4 separate regions of the Mus musculus genome follow, and all the other regions are linked to region 1. Evidence: chromatin contacts called from public HiChIP or PLAC-seq and promoter capture Hi-C data. All regions are on one chromosome and are shown on one strand. Each heading gives the region's core, a stretch centred on a gene start, on an enhancer-like site or on the middle of the called end of the contact. The rest is flanking DNA. Distances are from core to core; before and after follow the strand shown.

Evidence for each region. Promoter capture Hi-C pulls out the DNA fragments that hold promoters and counts their contacts. HiChIP or PLAC-seq counts read pairs in DNA pulled down with a chosen protein or histone mark.
Region 2: an HNF4G HiChIP or PLAC-seq map of pancreatic cancer cells shows a contact between it and region 1. The contact joins the promoter of Hottip here to the promoter of Snx10 in region 1. A contact is called at or near these places in 2 of 115 datasets of contacts at active chromatin or transcription factors (pancreatic cancer cells and stem cell-derived neural progenitor cells).
Region 3: a contact with region 1 is called in a promoter capture Hi-C map of pre-B cells, with 4 times the contacts expected there. The contact joins the promoter of Hoxa10 here to the promoter of Snx10 in region 1. A contact is called at or near these places in 8 of 39 promoter capture datasets (the 3T3-L1 cell line, the C10 cell line, embryonic stem cells and 5 more), 1 of 15 datasets of contacts at CTCF or cohesin (embryonic stem cells), 6 of 484 Hi-C or Micro-C datasets (CD4 T cells, CD8 T cells, bone marrow-derived macrophages and 1 more), 8 of 115 datasets of contacts at active chromatin or transcription factors (acute myeloid leukemia, bone marrow-derived macrophages, embryonic stem cells and 3 more) and 3 of 9 other capture datasets (adipose tissue, embryonic stem cells and macrophages).
Region 4: a contact with region 1 is called in an H3K4me3 HiChIP or PLAC-seq map of stem cell-derived neural progenitor cells, with 5 times the contacts expected there. The contact joins the promoter of Hoxa3 here to the promoter of Snx10 in region 1. A contact is called at or near these places in 15 of 39 promoter capture datasets (the 3T3-L1 cell line, the C10 cell line, the HPC-7 cell line and 6 more), 2 of 15 datasets of contacts at CTCF or cohesin (the NIH/3T3 cell line and embryonic stem cells), 11 of 484 Hi-C or Micro-C datasets (CD4 T cells, LSK cells, bone marrow-derived macrophages and 4 more), 13 of 115 datasets of contacts at active chromatin or transcription factors (acute myeloid leukemia, bone marrow-derived macrophages, embryonic hindbrain and 7 more) and 3 of 9 other capture datasets (adipose tissue, embryonic stem cells and macrophages).

The regions. Positions count from the first base shown.
Region 1 is chr6:51,522,180-51,525,997 of GRCm38.p6, forward strand. It overlaps Snx10 (sorting nexin 10), which reads left to right and starts at 1,724. Exons shown (of 7, transcript NM_001127349.1): 1 at 1,724-1,855.
Region 2 is chr6:52,260,565-52,264,382 of GRCm38.p6, forward strand. Hottip (Hoxa distal transcript antisense RNA) reads left to right here and starts at 2,211. Exons shown (of 2, transcript NR_110442.1): 1 at 2,211-2,300. Hoxa13 (homeobox A13) reads right to left here and starts at 316. Exons shown (of 5, transcript NM_008264.1): 1 at 73-316; 2 at 1-71. The coding sequence starts at 210.
Region 3 is chr6:52,233,036-52,236,853 of GRCm38.p6, forward strand. It overlaps Hoxa10 (homeobox A10), which reads right to left and starts at 1,904. Exons shown (of 2, transcript NM_008263.3): 1 at 924-1,904. The coding sequence starts at 1,899.
Region 4 is chr6:52,211,017-52,214,834 of GRCm38.p6, forward strand. Hoxa3 (homeobox A3) reads right to left here and starts at 2,051. Exons shown (of 5, transcript NM_010452.3): 1 at 2,024-2,051. Hoxaas3 (Hoxa cluster antisense RNA 3) reads left to right here. Exons shown (of 3, transcript NR_015611.2): 2 at 1,370-1,471; 3 at 2,017-2,581. It overlaps Mira (mistral long non-coding RNA), which reads right to left. Exons shown (of 1, transcript NR_045199.1): 1 at 3,475-3,818.

The sequences.
Region 1 (3,818 bases), core at 474-2,973:
TTTGGGAGGAGGTGTGTCACTGGGAGTGGGCTTTGAGGTTTCAAAAGCTGACAGCATTGCTAATGAGCTCTCACTGCCTCATGGTTGTGGATCAAGGTGAGCTCCAGTTACTGGTCCAGCAAATGCCCACCTGCCCTCTGCCATTCTCCCATTATGATGGTGTGAAACTGTGAGCTCAATAAACTCATCGTCTTTAAGGTGCCTTGGTCATTGTGTCTTATCACGGTGACAGAAAAGTAACTAAGACAGAAGTTGGTTCCTAATACAACCAAGCTTCAAACATGCTATGATCCTTCTGCCTCCAGCTCCTGAATGCTGAGATTGCACACGTGTTTCAGTCATTACCGTGCTAAATCCATAAATGTTGTAAATCTTAAATGCATTGTCAAACACTGGGCAGAGTGTGCACACCTTTAATCCCAGCACTTGGGAGGCAGAGGCAGGCGGATCTCTGTGAGTTCGAAACCATCCTGGTCTACATAGAGTTCCAGGACAGCTATATATATTAAGACCATGTCTTAAATAAACACAAAACCAAACAAACAAAAACAAAATATAACAAATTCTATTGTCCTCCAATACTGTATACTAACATATTGTAGTTTAAAACCAGCTATTGAGTACTTAAAGTATAAAGTAAATGACTATTCCATTAGGGTGAATTTTTGTAGACATTACTTGAACATAGGTTTGAAATGTGCCCAGATTGCTTAAAACAATACATTAAGATCCTAGGCTTAAGCTGTATAAATATCACATATTCAATTCTCAATCTCCAGGGCTAAATGCTCTCATAGTAAAGTTTTTGTACTTTTTTTTTTTTTGGTTTTTCAAGACAGGGTTTCTCTGTGTATTCTTGGCTGTCCTGGAACTCACTTTGTAGACCAGGCTGGCCTTAAACTCAAAAATCTGTGAGTTCCAAGACAGCCAGGGGTATAAGGAGAAACGCTGTCTCGAAAAACAAACAAACATACAAAAAGCAAAACAAACGATGGTTGCATGTATTATAGTTTGGGTGCAATTTTAGGTCATTAAATACCAATGATGCAAAAAAAAAAAAAAAAAAAAAACAATGATGCAGCACTCAGAGATACGAGTCTAAGATAAGACATTGCATTTTGGCAAGTTTTGTTCAGGAGGTCAGTGTAGCTATGGAATATAGTCATGGACAACTTTTCTAGGAGGATGCTGGATGGTCCAAGATTCGCTGAGTCTTTCTTTTTTGTCCTTAGATTTATTTATTTTATTTTATGACTGTTTTGGCTTCCTGGATGTATGTGCACCACGTGAGTGCTAGGGCAGAAGAGGGTGGTGACTGGAGTTAAAGGCAGTTGTGAGCTACTGTATGGATGCTGGGAGCCAGGTCCTTTGCAAGGGCAAAAAGTGCTCTCAGCCTTGAGCCATGCACACAGGTGGGTGAGAGCCAGCTCAGATGATCTATAGGAACCGGACATATCTTTGGCAGACTCTCATAGCTTTCTCCTCATCGTACATGAAAACACATTTTTTAAAAAGTTACGGAGATATTAAAAATATTGTTATAGCAAACAGTATATGCCCTCCATCGAGATCCTGCTAACATCTAGTCATGCTTGTTTGTTATTGGCTTCTCTCATCTTGATTCCTCACTGCTGGGTAGGGAGAAAGACCCGCTAGCTAGGTGGCCTTTCCTACGTTAAGGCTGGCAGTGGCGGGTGGGGGTGGGGGGCGGCGGCGGGCGCGCAGGGCGGGGCGGGGCGCTGCGTGCGCTGGACGCGGGGCTGCGCTCCTCGGGTTCGCTCTTAGGCGCTCGTCGCCGCCGCGCCTTGAGTCAGCAAACTCCGCCGTGCTCCGGGCCGGGCGTTCAGAACCGCGTGTGAGTAAACTGAGCCTTAGGGAGGGAGTCGGGTGGCGGGCGCCGCGCCTGCCCCGGCACCTGCTCAGCTCGGCTGGGGACGCCGGGGCTGCTGGAGCGAGCAGGTTCTCTCCCCGACCCCCACTTCTTTCCGAATACAAGGCCAGGCACCTTTGAGTTTAGAGGCTGGGAGGGCCAGGGGAGGTTTTTTTTTTTTTTTTTTCTCTTTCATGGGATTGTGGGATTGATGGAAAAGGCCGCGGAGGAAACCCACGCTGATGAGCTGATGATCGGGTTTGCTGAGATTGGGAAGCAACAGCCTGTTTTATCGGTTCTGGACACATCACACTCCTTTGCTAAAATTACAAGTATTGTTAAGGGGATGGTCACGGGATGTCTGCTTCCGCAAAGCACAGGCGCGTGGAGAGCGATGGATCAGAAATTGAGAACACTGATCTCAATTTTCGTGATCTCCATCAACCCTTTTAGTTTGCGACAGGGGAAACCAAGGTCTGCAAGGGTGGAGCAGCATGCACCCGGTGGGAGGGGTGTGTGAAAATCCCTCTCGTCCGGGGAGTGGGCTTGTGGGAGTGGCCGGAAGTGGGCTGGGGGTATTATGGAACTCCTTCAACCAGTGGCCAATCGGGGGGGGGGGGGGAGGGGGGCTTTTCTGGAGGAGGAGAAGGAGGAGGTTAAGTATCCTGGCAACAATCAAGCGTGACTTCGCTTGATTCCTGTCGCTAAGGCAAGGATACAACGGGACAGTCATTCGGGTTGCACCCAACCTCTCCGTGTCTTCCTCCCTTCTGATCCTGGGAATAGGCCCATGGTCTTGAGCATGTCATTAGCAAGCATTTTACCACTGCGCTGCACCCCAGCTCCCGTTTATTTTTAAAGGAGTGGTTGACTGACAGACTGTTTTGAATAGCGATATAAGTGTAGATATATTTAGAAGTGACTGTGTGGAGATGTTCAAGACCTCATTAGCAGTTTCCTCAAGTTATCCAGACCATCCATCCCGGGTTCTGTCAGTGCATTCTTAGCTACAGACACGGGCCTGACTGGCACTGCCCTAAAGAAGGTGTGCCCATGGTGGTGGTGGGGTGGGGTTGCAGCCTTCTGGCCTGCGTGCTTCTTTCTCCACTGCTCTGAACTGTTACCCACTTCCTTTACTTCACTGATGGGAAGACCTTCCGAGTTTGGGGTCTTGAAATAAGCGCCATCATGCTTTCTGTGTTAAAGTGTTTCCTTTGCCACACAGTCCTCATTTCTCTCTCTCTCTTAGTCCAGGCATGGCACTACTTTCATTTTTGAGTTAAGCAATTGGGGAACTAGTTTGTTTTTCCTCTTTTGGTATTGGGGCTGGGATGTAACAACCACCTGAGAATAGGGTCCAGCCTATAAAAGAAGGGCCTTGGCTGAAGTGATGGTGGCCAAGTGGAATGTCCCTTAGATTTTAGGGCTGTTATTTATCACCAAAGGACTTTTTTTTTTTTTTTTGAAATATAATAGGTATGAGTTAACATTTAAGCTCTCTATACCATGTTCCAGCTAGAAGCTATATAGGACATTGTGTTAGCCACAACTTCTGGTTTCAGACCCTTCTGAGTTGAATTCTTGGTGCCCTTGTTTGCTACTTAAGTCATTGCTGGCAGGTCAGGTCAGGCGTGATGGTGCATATCTGTAATCAGGACACTTGGGAGGTGGCAGCAAGAGGATCAGGGGTTTCAGGCCATCCTTATGAGTCCTTGTCTCAAAAATGACAAAACTCTGTCCTGGAGCTCACGATGTAGATCTGGCTTACCTTGAACTAAGAGATCTCCTTGCCTCTGCTTCCCAAGTGCTGCTCTTAAAGGTGTTACCACGCTAGGCCTGAAGCCAGCCCTGAGCCACACGAGAGTCTCCCTCAAAAGTAATGAATTCATCAATAGCAACAATAGTGTCGGATATGGTGGCTCAACACCTGGAGGGTTTCTTTTTTTGA
Region 2 (3,818 bases), core at 961-3,460, 740 kb after region 1:
GAGAAGTTGCCCCCCGCGGCCGCGGCAGCCGGGTGGGGGAAGCCCCCGCCCCCAGCTCCCGCCGCCGCCGCCGGCCGCCGCCCGTGCCGCCGCCGCCGCCCCTTCCATGTTCTTGTTGAGCTCGTCGGCCACCAGGCCGCCGCCGTTGTCGTAGAGAAACATGACGGTGGGCTCGATCCAGCGGGGGTGGAGGAGCACGGAGGCTGTCATAGCCCGAGCCGCATGGAGAAGACCCCAGTGGCGCTGTTTTAAAAAGCCCCCAAGAAGTGAAGAGCGCGGCGCGCGGGGCCGGGGCCCGAGCGAGGGGGGCGGGTCGCGCCCTGCGGGGTCGCGCCAGGCGGCCGCCCATTGGCCCGCCCCCGGCCCGCCCCCGGCGTATGCAAAGCGGGAGGCTCCGGCTCGGCTCCGCGCTGGGCCCGCCGTCCCCGCCGCCGCCCGCGCGGTCCTCTGCGCCAGCTCTAGCTCCCGCCGCGCGGCCGCGCAGCAGTCACCCACGGAGGAGGCGGGGGTGGGTGGGGGGGAGAAACTAGGGCGGGTGGGGCTGGGAACACAGGGACCCCGATCCCTTCCCGGGTTTCGCGCGGAGGTTGGGAGGGGCAGTGAGCGGCTGCGGTTGGGGTGCGACCTGAGGTCGTGGGGACAAGTCAGGTAAATTCTCCAGTGGCCAGGAATGAGGGTTTGCCTTGGCCTTGGACTGGCCCAGGATGTCCTGGCATGTTTTAGGGACCTCTGGGGCTGTTTTCTTTCCAGGGATGGATACATCTTTCTGCAGCTAGACCCTCCCAAGGATGTGGGAGCTTTCGCCTGGCCGAGATTGCACTCCCCACCCCCCCCTGGGGAACAAGGGCGTTTGTTTCCTGTTGGTTCCAGGAGAAGTCTGGAGCAAGGGTCCCAGGACATTTCTCTGGGAAGTTTGGGCTGCATTTGGGAGCTCCCTTCCCTGTTCTCAGGCTCTAGAGGACAATTTCAATTAGGCCTAAGGACTCAGAAGATCAGAACAACTAATTGTATCTCCTACACTCATCACACACGCGAGCGCAAATATTCGCGCGCGCGCACACACACACACACACACACACACACACACACACACACACACAGAGAGAGAGAGAGAGAGAGAGAGAGAGAGAGAGAGAGAGAGAGAGAGAGAGAGAGAGATGCATACTGCCACATTGTCCAACTTGTATATACAGCTCGCTATTCATTCCGATGCAGCAGCTATTCTCTCTGGTCCGCAGAGGATTTCAGATGAAGAAAGCACCATTCACTCACACTCCTGTCTCAGGAGTCCGGCTGCCTTTTCCTGAAGGGGTTTAAGAGGAACAGGCCCCAGCTGGGCTGCTGGCTGGAACTCCAGCCACGGTTCTGGGACTTCCTACAAGTCACTCCATAGATCCTGAGTTGGACACTTCAGACACCTGGCAATCCACTGTTGCATTCCGTTTTGGGGAAAGAGAAAAAGGCTCTTTGGGATCCTTTCATGGTTTTTCTCCTAATAGGGGCTCAGCCTGTAGTGGGTTCAAGGTGCCGGGGTTCAGCTGATGAGTTCCTCTGTACCTTGAGCTTGGTGGGGTGTTTGTATTGGGAGAGCAACGTTTGGATGCAGTGTTTTGATAAAGGATTCTGGGGACCCTGCCTCCTTAGGACTACATGCATTTCTGGTTGTGCAAGTGTGAACTGGTCAGACATCCAGAGGGGAACAAATGGTCAAAGTGAAAGTGGTGCGTTCTGGAAAATATAGACTGGGAAGAGTTCTGTACTATCTTTGCTCAAATGCTCTGGTAGGCAGCCAGGCTTGGACCTGTTCTCTAGTCCTAGCTTGTAGACTTAGCCCTAAGCTAGAGCATCAGACATACCACCCAATTCATCTGCTGCTCTGTAAGCCCCCTGGGCTTCTGGTAAGATTGGGACCAGTAAGGCGAGGCTCAGGCTTTTATCTGCCCGGATCCTGGGTTTGTTCTGACTAATGTTAAGTGTCGCCCAATAAAACCTTCCCTGATCCCCACACCCAATTCTCCCCCACACCCAGGGAGTCCTTTCTCTCCTGACTTTAGCGGTCCTGGGTAAATATTGATTTGCCCCGAGTTTACCTTCTTACTGCCTGACCATTTGCAGACTAAAGAACCAACCTCTGTGAAGACTTGATTTCTGTGTTACTTTGGAGCCCTTTTCATCCGTCCCCCCACTCCTTCCTCCCTCTAAGTGGCATTGTAAAACTCAACAGTGACAAAGAGACGAAGTACGGTTCCAGGCTCCAATTCTCGGAGACTCTCGGAGACTCGAGGGCAGTTTACATACAGGTCAGACACGCTGGAGGCCAAGGTCAAGTTGAAAGTTGCTGTCTAGTCAGCGTGAGAAACTACAATGAAAGCCCAGAGACAGAGCCGACTGCCCACCTCCCCTCGCTCTCAATTCCCCCATCCTTTGCTATCTGGCTTCTGGCTCTGTTTGGTTTCTCAGCATCTTTTTTTTTTCCCTCTCTCTTTGTAGAGTTTTGGGGGCGGTGTTTACAGGCTGGACTGGTTCTTTTCTGTCGGCCGCCCTGCTCTTAGCTGGGTTTCTGAACCTCCGAAGTTTTCCAGCTAGGTTCGGAAAAAACGAAAACACAGCTCAGGAAGGCTCCACCAGCCGATGCCTATGCCAGTTCACCTCTGGCAGTGGCTGTACTGCTGGTCCACACAGCAGCCAAGACCAGCTCCACGTTCTTTCCTCCCCCTCAGTTCACTGGAGCCGGGAGCCCTGCACTCAGGGGAAGGGCCTCAGCTCTACAGACTGCCAAAGTCGGCTGGGTCCCTCCGGCTCCAAAAATGGTGAGAAAGGAACTCATCTTTTTCCACAGAGGAATCAGAAGCAGGTTTGTCTGGGAAGAACGAAGCAGCGGGGAGGCTTTGGGCTGCATCTTTGAATTCAGTGGGCTTTGCTTCCTACACGTGGTATCCCTGTCGTGGAAGGACTTGGAATGTGAATTACTGAAGTTTATATTTTCTTATCAATTTAAAAGAGAGAGAGAGAAAACCCAAGACAGAATTATTTAGAGAAAGTAGCATCCTTGTTCTCCCCCTGTCTTAAATCTCATACATTGATGTGGATTTTCTACTAGGCTTGTATCAAGGGCATAGGAGCATATCTAGCTCCTTCTCCCTTTCCTGGGTTGCTTCTTCACTGTTTTAAAGTATCTGCATGTCCTGCTAGTAATTGAGCTGTAGGCATCATTGGAAATTGTTTCTCATATTAGAATGAACTCTGGGAATAATTTGGGGTAAGACTTTCTAGAAATTCTACTCACTGTAAAACAGCAATTCCTCAGACTTTCAGAGGGAGAGAAGAGATTCATTAATGGTTTCTTATACAATGCTCCAGACTATACCAGACCAGCTTGGTGTGGGAAAAGAACGGCTGGAGGATGAAGCCTGACTCTTAAAGAGCCAGCAGTCTCATCCAGTGTTCTTCCTCATTTACCAAAGGCACAGGGAAAATTTGTGTGTCTGTCCAGCTGGCAGGGCCTGACTTTCTGAGCTCTTTTTGTCTTCAGGCTTGGGGTTCTTCTTGCAGAAACACCAACAACTTAACATGGTTCTCCATGGCTTAGGGAAGAGAAGTCAGAGCATTCACGGTCACCTTCAGACAATAGTGGCCATAGGAGCTCTGGAGCCAAGAGCCAGGCTGGGGTGGAAGCTAGAGAAGTCTCCACTGATGCCCCAGTTTTGTCTGATGCATGCAGATTTCTCAGCGAAGGCCTTCAAGGGCAGCATGGCTACAGCCCAGCCTTTGTTCAAGGGGTCTCCATAGGTTTTCCTAAGCTCTTGGTTTTACTAGTC
Region 3 (3,818 bases), core at 654-3,153, 710 kb after region 1:
GCTGAGAGAATGAAAGGCCGGAGGAGGCGAGGCCGTACATCTTGAACTTAACGCCTTTCTCTGCCTCTCACCCAGGGGCAGGGAAGCATTTCCTGCCGGCCCCCAAGCTGGGGTAAGGGAATGCTTCTTTGGACGAGAGGCTGGCAGCTCCACTGGCTTACCCTAGCCTCCTAGATCGCCCCAGGCTAGAGGAGAAGGGCATAGTTGGGCCAATGGGGAAGTTCCAAAAACCCGATTCTGGGGTCAAGGGCTTGGGTTTGGCTCCTGTCCCTCCAAGTAACCGGAGTGTGAAGCTGGGCAGCACCAGATTCCAGGAGAAGGGGAATGGCCATTCCTAGGTTTTCAGCTCTGGGCCCAAGCGTTCCGGCCGAATTTGTCTTTTCTTTTTTCTTACAACCAGGACTCCCGCCCCTCCAGAAACTTTGAAAAACGCATGGGGGATCGTAAACTCGAACTTCGCCGGTTAATGGGCTTATTTATTGGCTCTGGCGGCTGCTTATTTTGGATGCCTTACAAACATCCGTGCTATCTGCAAGCGAGCCACTTTTCCTCCCTGCCCCTCCCCCCCGCGTGGGCCGCGCTGAGCAGGCTGGGCTAAGGACCAGGGCTTGGGGGTACTCAGGGCCACGAGAAAGTGCAAGCACGGGAGGAGGGCTGCTCGCTGGTGTTCTCATCCCCCAAGTCTGGGTGAGCAGGGGCCAGAGCTGAGGACGTCTTGGTGTGGGGCCCTAAGCCGGACGTGGATTTTTACAGCATCCCCACGCCCAAATATTAAAAACAAGTTCAGAAGGTCAGCCTGCCGTCAGTTTGGGCCAAGGCCTACGGCTGCCGCGCGGGCTTCTGGTCCTCTGCTCCTTCCTTGTGGGTCTGTCTGTCTGTCTGTCTGCCCGTCTGACTTGAGCCCTCGGTTGAGCTCTGCTTACCCAGGGAGTCCTTCTCCGGCGAAGCTTTACTGTTTTCTGAAGGGGCTGGAGACAGCTCCTCAGCCGCCGAGGATGACGCGTGTGCCTCCTCGTCGCCCTGCGAGCCGCCGCCACCGGTGCAAACCAGAGTGGGTGGTGGCGTGGAGTCTAGGACTCGCTCCTTCCCGGCTGCCTCGGTCGAGCCAGAGGCCAGTGCGGGCGGCGGGTCGAAACCGCGCCCCGGGGGCTGCGCAGGAAAGGGACTAGCGAGCTGCTGCGTGCCGCCGCCGCCACTGCCGAAGCCCTTGGCCGTGCCGTAGGCCTGCGACAGGCGGAAGTAGCCGGGTACTGGCACTCCGCTGGAGGCGCCCAGGGCGCAGCCGTCGGGCGGCGGGCCCCGCGGGAAAGGGGCCAGATCAGCGGCGGCCGAGCCCTTGGGGCATTTGTCCGCAGCATCGTAGAGGCAGTAGGAGCTCTCTTCTTTGATGTTCTGCGCAAAAGAACACGAAGTGGCCTGTGGCTGGGGTTGAGGTGGCTGCGGCGGGGGCGGCGGCGGCTGCTGCTGCTGCTGCTGGGGTTGTGGCTGCGGTGGCGGCGGCCCGTCGGGCGGCTCCATCCGGCAGGAGCGGGGCGCGTCCAGCCACAGGTCTAGGGGCGCGGGCGCGTAGCCATGCGTCCCAGGACCCAGGCCCCCGCTGCCACCACCGCCACCGCCTCCGGGCGACGGCGCTTCATTACGCTTGCTGCCCAGCGCGGGGAAGAGCCCGCAGCTTTGCAGCCCGTAGGGCAGGTCGCTGGCAGGCGGCAGGTAGACCCCACCGTGGGCGTAGTAGCCACCTCCACCGCCCCCCGCGCTACCGCCACCAACACCAGCCTCGCCTCTGCCTGAGCTGATGAGCGAGTCGACCAAAAAGGAGTTCGCGGCAGGGCTCTCCGAGCATGACATTGTTGTGGGATAATTTGGCGAAGGGAGCAGATAGCCCTTTCTGGCTGACATTTCTTGTGCAAAACATGCTGAATACGATTAGCAATCCCCCCCGCACCGCGGCGGGCGCTTGCAGCCAATCCCGAGCCAGAGTTTCCACGCGACCACTCCCAGTTTGGTTTCGTAGGCGCGGGGCCGCTCTCTGAGGGCGCCCTCGGAGCCCGCGATTGATATAAATATGTAATCTGTATTGATGGGCCAGAAGACGCACGCCTGACACCTATGGCTCAAAGGCCGGAACTGTGGGGGCTGCCTCAAAGTGGAGGTTGGGGGACCTGGCTCTTGAACCTGTACCCCCCCCCCCCCCATGCAAGGGACTATTTGGAAGCACCCTTGGGCTCTGCGCTGTTAACAAGTGGAGTGTTTATGATGTGCACCCCAGCCAACCTTGGGTGCTCCCATGTCTGCTATGGAGTGGCCATGAGTCCCCGTCGCCTTGATCATTTAAACGGGCCCTGTAGCAGGCTAGCTATCCTATACATTTCTGGGCCTGGAGCTGGCCTCAATTCTTAAGTTTGGCTTCCCAAAGTGGCTGGTAAAAAAGTCATACTAAGGCTGTCAAGATCTTTGGACGGTCCAGAACCTACAGTAAACCAGTACGGCCTCAAACATCTCACAAAGAATGAATATTGTCCGAAATCCATCGGCCGATGATCAATGCCTGGATCCTCTGTCCTCACTGTCTTACACCATCCTCTGGTCAGTGAAGGTTTTTCTCCTTCACTGTGATCAATCGGTTCATGCTCTCTACTCCTGTCATCCAACCTTGCACAGCTGCCTTAGTGAGGTGAAAAATCAATAGACTGGCAAGAGCCCACCACCACCACCACCACCACTCCCGACCTCCCAAACCACAGTTCAGAGGCAAACGCATACTCCCCATCCTCTACCTTTAGAGGACTAGAATGCTGGCTTTGGGTCTCTGGCCTTTCTGTGCTGGCAGAACTGGAAGGAAAACCTTGGGAGAATGTGTCTAGCAAATACCTCCGCCACACTGCTTTCTCTCTCGCTCTCCTTTGAGCCTAAACATTCCTTGGCTCCAGGAGGTTCTGACCAAACCTGTCTGTACCCCACTCTACCCCCAAAGACATGGCGAGGGCAGTCCTTTTCCCAGCCATTTTTGTCGTATACTGTGCACATTTTAACAAGGTGGTGATGAGGAAGTCCATTCCCTAGGAGGCTGAGCTGGGTTTGGGCCCTATTATAAGAGACTCTAGAGCCCAGGGTGCTACCTTTGGGCAATTGAAAATGGTCAGCCTACGGCATGCTAGCCCCCAAATGTGGACCTTATATCAAACTTAGGAAAGGTGACCTTTTTCGGCAGGATCCATGGAGCTTGCATAGTGGATGCTTTACTTCTGACCTGTGGGTTACAGGGTCTCCAGGATGCCCCAGTCCTGCCAGCTCCAGTTGGAACTAGAGAGCTACTGACTGCCCAGGACCCTTGAACCACATTGTTCAGACCTCTGCAAATGGCAGGGAGAGAGTCTTGCTTTTAGTTGGCTATATTCTGGTTCCTCCCAAAAGGAATCCAGGACAAAAACAACCCTGATAGCACTCTGAGAGGGAGAGGACACAGGGAAGCTGACCAGGTAGAGGCTAGGCTCTGGCTTCTGAGATGCAAGACACTGCAGTTGGTTGCAGCTGCTTGGCAAGCCCACACCCAGGAGGCTATGCCTCTGCTAATACTCAAGAGGAATCTCTGCCAGTTCTACCTCTGTCTCTCGAGAGGTGATGGGTGGGAGGCCTGGGTATCTGAGCATCTAAATGTAAAAGAAAGGGATAAAGAAAGAAAGAGGGACAGAAGGGGAAGAAGGAGGCAAGGAGACAAGGGAGGAAAGGAAAGAGAGAAAGAAATTCAGATGAGCAGCAGCTCTCTGCAGACAGCCTCTCTGGAAAATAAAAGCTGGGTCTATGTGAGACACCATTAA
Region 4 (3,818 bases), core at 801-3,300, 690 kb after region 1:
GATGATGAGAATAATCACCGCAGGACTCTGCTAGCTCACAGCCACACAGAAAACTTACCTTTTATCTTCTCTTCAAAGAGGGTAAGATGGCAGTAGGGTCACACAGTTTTGCCCTTTCCCTGGCTGCCCATTGAGCCCCTCCACTTCTGCCAGCCTGGAGCCTGGCTTGCAGGTGTGTGGGAAGACCCAGAAGGTCCACCTCCATCCAGTCAAATCTCTAGGCCAGAACCCAAAGCACACAGGTGTGGGCCTCTGTCAGTTACCAGCCCTCTCCTGGAGCTGCCTTCCATGCCATAGCCAATCCTCAGGGCCAGTCAGGTCAGCAGGCCTCGGAACTACAAATGGTCTCTCCGATGTCAGAATCCCAAAGCCAAAGCGTTCCCCAACTGGCGTGAGCCCTCAGGACGCCTTTGGGACGCGCAGTTTGGACAGAAGCAGCCATGACCAGCCAGGCGGCCTGTACAAACAGTCTCCATGGTGCTGGGTTAGGGGAGAGGGAAGGACCCGAATCTATTCCAGCGGCTGAGCTTTCTGTCATGGGTAGCCGAAGCAAGAAGATTTCACAGCCAAATAAACCCTTGGAGACTGCCCCTCAGGTCCCCTTTTGTGCCCCCCTTCCCCTGCTTCTGGGGATTCTGAGGGGCCCGTACAGCAGTCGCGCCAGGCTCAAAGAGGCGGGACGCTGCTGGCGCCGGTCCCGGCGACGGCCACAGCGTGGCAGCAGCGAGCTCCCTGTTCGGTCGCAATAAATAATCCGCCTGCGGCAGCCGCAGTCAGGCAGCCAGCGGCCCTAGGAGGCAAATGCGGCGCTTTATCTGCCCCTGCCCGGGGCGCATCCACAGAGCTGTCCGGCGGCAAACATTCCAAGCATCTACACGTCCTTCTTAATTGTCTGGCCTAGGCCGACATACTATCTTGAGATAGGAAAACAGCAGCAGCAACAACAACCAAAAACCAAATAAACAAAAAAGAACCATAGCCAGGGAACTCGCGACTGATGCTTGGGTAGCTCTGTCTCCCGGGGGCAAATCTAACCTGGTCAGACCCGCTTTCAGGCCCACCCACCATGACTGGTGCCACCGTGCCATGCAAAGCCATTGCTAGGCCCGCAGCTCTTAGTGCTGTCTCGCTGCTAGCTGTAGTCCTCTCGCTGGAAGCCGGGGAGGTGGAGGACCGTGGACACCAACCTGCCACTGTACTTAGGTGGCTTGGGACTGCGACCCTGCTATTGCCCAGACACCATTTTGCAACCTTCCCTCAGAAACCTCAGATGTGCTCCTTCCACCTGCGTCAACACAGCAGCCCCTGCACGGAAACATCACCCCCTCACCTTAGCACCCAATTAACTCGGTTCTCTCCTCCAACACAGAATTCCACACACGCATCTAGCCCCTCTTCCAGGGCTCGAGAAATCACTCTAACCAGAAAACCGGGCAAACGAAGCAGGCAACCATCGGAGAACTCTGAATTAGTAAGTTTTGTTTCTGTGTTTGCTTCCTTTCCTAGCCCCCACAGGAAAAAACAGTGTGCCGAAGCTAACAAAACGCCCGTGCTACTTTGCTCGCCTCTCCGTCCTCGTTCCCAGGTTGGGAACTACCTCTGGCTATTGGGGAAGTCAGTTGAATCAATTGGGTCACGAATGAAATAATCCCAAACCCCAGAGGCCAGTAGGGAACAGTAGAATGCCAAATGACTTCCTTTGGGGCTTCCCGAGGGTCACTGGGGAATGGAGGGGGGAGGGGGCGAAGACCCAAGCGGTGCTGCGCCGTGCCAAGGCGCTGTGCCACAGAGGGAAGGCTGATCCGCCTTGAGGGAGGAGGGAAAAGGAGTGATTGTAGGTGGTGGCGGTAGTGGGTGAGAATGAGTGACGTGTTTGGACTGTGGTGTATATTGGGGCTGAAAATGAAAGGACAGTACTGAAAGAGCGTGAAAAAGGCCCCTTTTCAAAGTCGTTCCTGGTGCCCTCTCTTACCACTGTAGTACCTCACCCACCTTTGCCCTGTCTCCTTCCCACAGGTCTCACCTTCAGACCGCGGCTCCCAGAAGCTTCTGCCTCTCTGACAGCTGTCGCTTCGGCAGCCCAAGAGACGAATTGTCCTCCTTCCTGGTGCCAGAGGACGCAGGAAATTAGCCAGGTTGCAAGTTGCAAAGCAGCGGCGGCTGCTCCAGGAACTGGACGCGCTCCACCTCCAGCGACAACGGCTGGCCTGGGCCTGGCAGCGGCTTCCCCTCGCTCGCCATCGCCGGACAAAGCGCAGCCCAGGCAGGCTGGCAAGGCAGAGCTCCGAAGCACGCAGGATGGAGCGGAGCAAAAGAATGCGGCTCTATTCTCGCAAGGGAAATTATAAAAAAGTTCATGTTCACGGTTCCTATCCACATGACCGACAGCGGCCAATGGAAGGGCCGAACAACTCATAAAGTTGTATTGCAAAGTTGTAAATTTTCATAAACAACAACGGATTTATGACCCTTTCCCCATCACTAAGAGGAGGCGGCTCTTACACAGACGCCATCTTACCACCGAGTCTGTCCCGATTTGGGGCTGCAGGTTTTTCAGACCCTTTTAGGTCCGATTTTATTTAAAAAAAAAAAAAAAAAAAAAAGTCCTAAGAAACTGGCCCAGCCTAGTCAGGGGATAAGAATGGAGACCTTCGCGGGCCCAGCTCAGGATGCTCTAAGCTACTTCCACCGCCTCTCGCCCCTGGTCTCTCACCGCTAGCCCCTTCCCCAGCCACAGTCCTTCCTCAGCAACAGGACTTGGACTTGGTTGCGCCGCAGGGTTTGAGGCCCATGTCGTCCAAGAATCCCTCAGCTGCAGTGTTGGACCCTGGGGCATCCTCACCCTTTCTGAAGGCTAAGTGGGGGTACTGCAGCAGGGACCCTGAATTCCATGTCTTTCCTACCCCTGGACTGTACTCAGGACGCATGTGGAATCCGGGATCAATTGGAGGGTAGGTAATACCCTTTTAGAGCTCAGTCTACACCTTTAGAGGAAAGTTGAATTTGGAATTCGTTCATGGAATTTATGAAAGTTTGAGAGGCCGTAGATAGAATATGTAGCATTAACAAATAGTCTTTTTTCAATGGATCTAAATAGATATTGGTGCACATACAATAGCCAGACAAAAACCATCTACAAAGAGGAAGGCATATATACAATTATAGTCACAGAAAAACACAGAAACCCACACACACAATTATAGACATGAGAAATGTTGATGCACACGCATGTGTGTGGGAATGCATACAATTATAACTATAAGCAAGCACACAGAGAAATAGAAATGTGCTTAAGTACACATAAAAACATGTGAAAAGAGACATGATACATTTGTCCATGAATAGCTAAAATTTGGACTCAGGGACAGTGGCTCTGCATTTGTTTCCCGTGTCTCTTTGGCCTACAGCCAGGGCTGGTCCTTCAGCTATGGCCACTTCCCCTTGCACAAGACCCTCTGGATAAAGCAGTCCGTGTTTCTTTGTCACCAAGCATCTTTATTGTTACATAAAACACAGGTAGCTGGGCTGGGAAGCGTGCCTTCTCTGAACCCCAGGCTGGGGGGTGGGACGGGACATGAGGAGACAAGGGAGATGATGGCCCCGGTGGGTGCTGGACTTCCCCCACCCACTACAGAATTAGTTCAATACAACACACCATGCTACAAAGTCACCCCATTAAAACATCCTTCCAAAGTCAAGACATTCCTTTACAAATGAGCTCCAAGATTATAGAAATGACAACAACACAAAAAAAATCTGGTTCAAATATACAGTATTTGTCCTTGTAGGAAAAGTCAGGGTATACATATTTGACATGG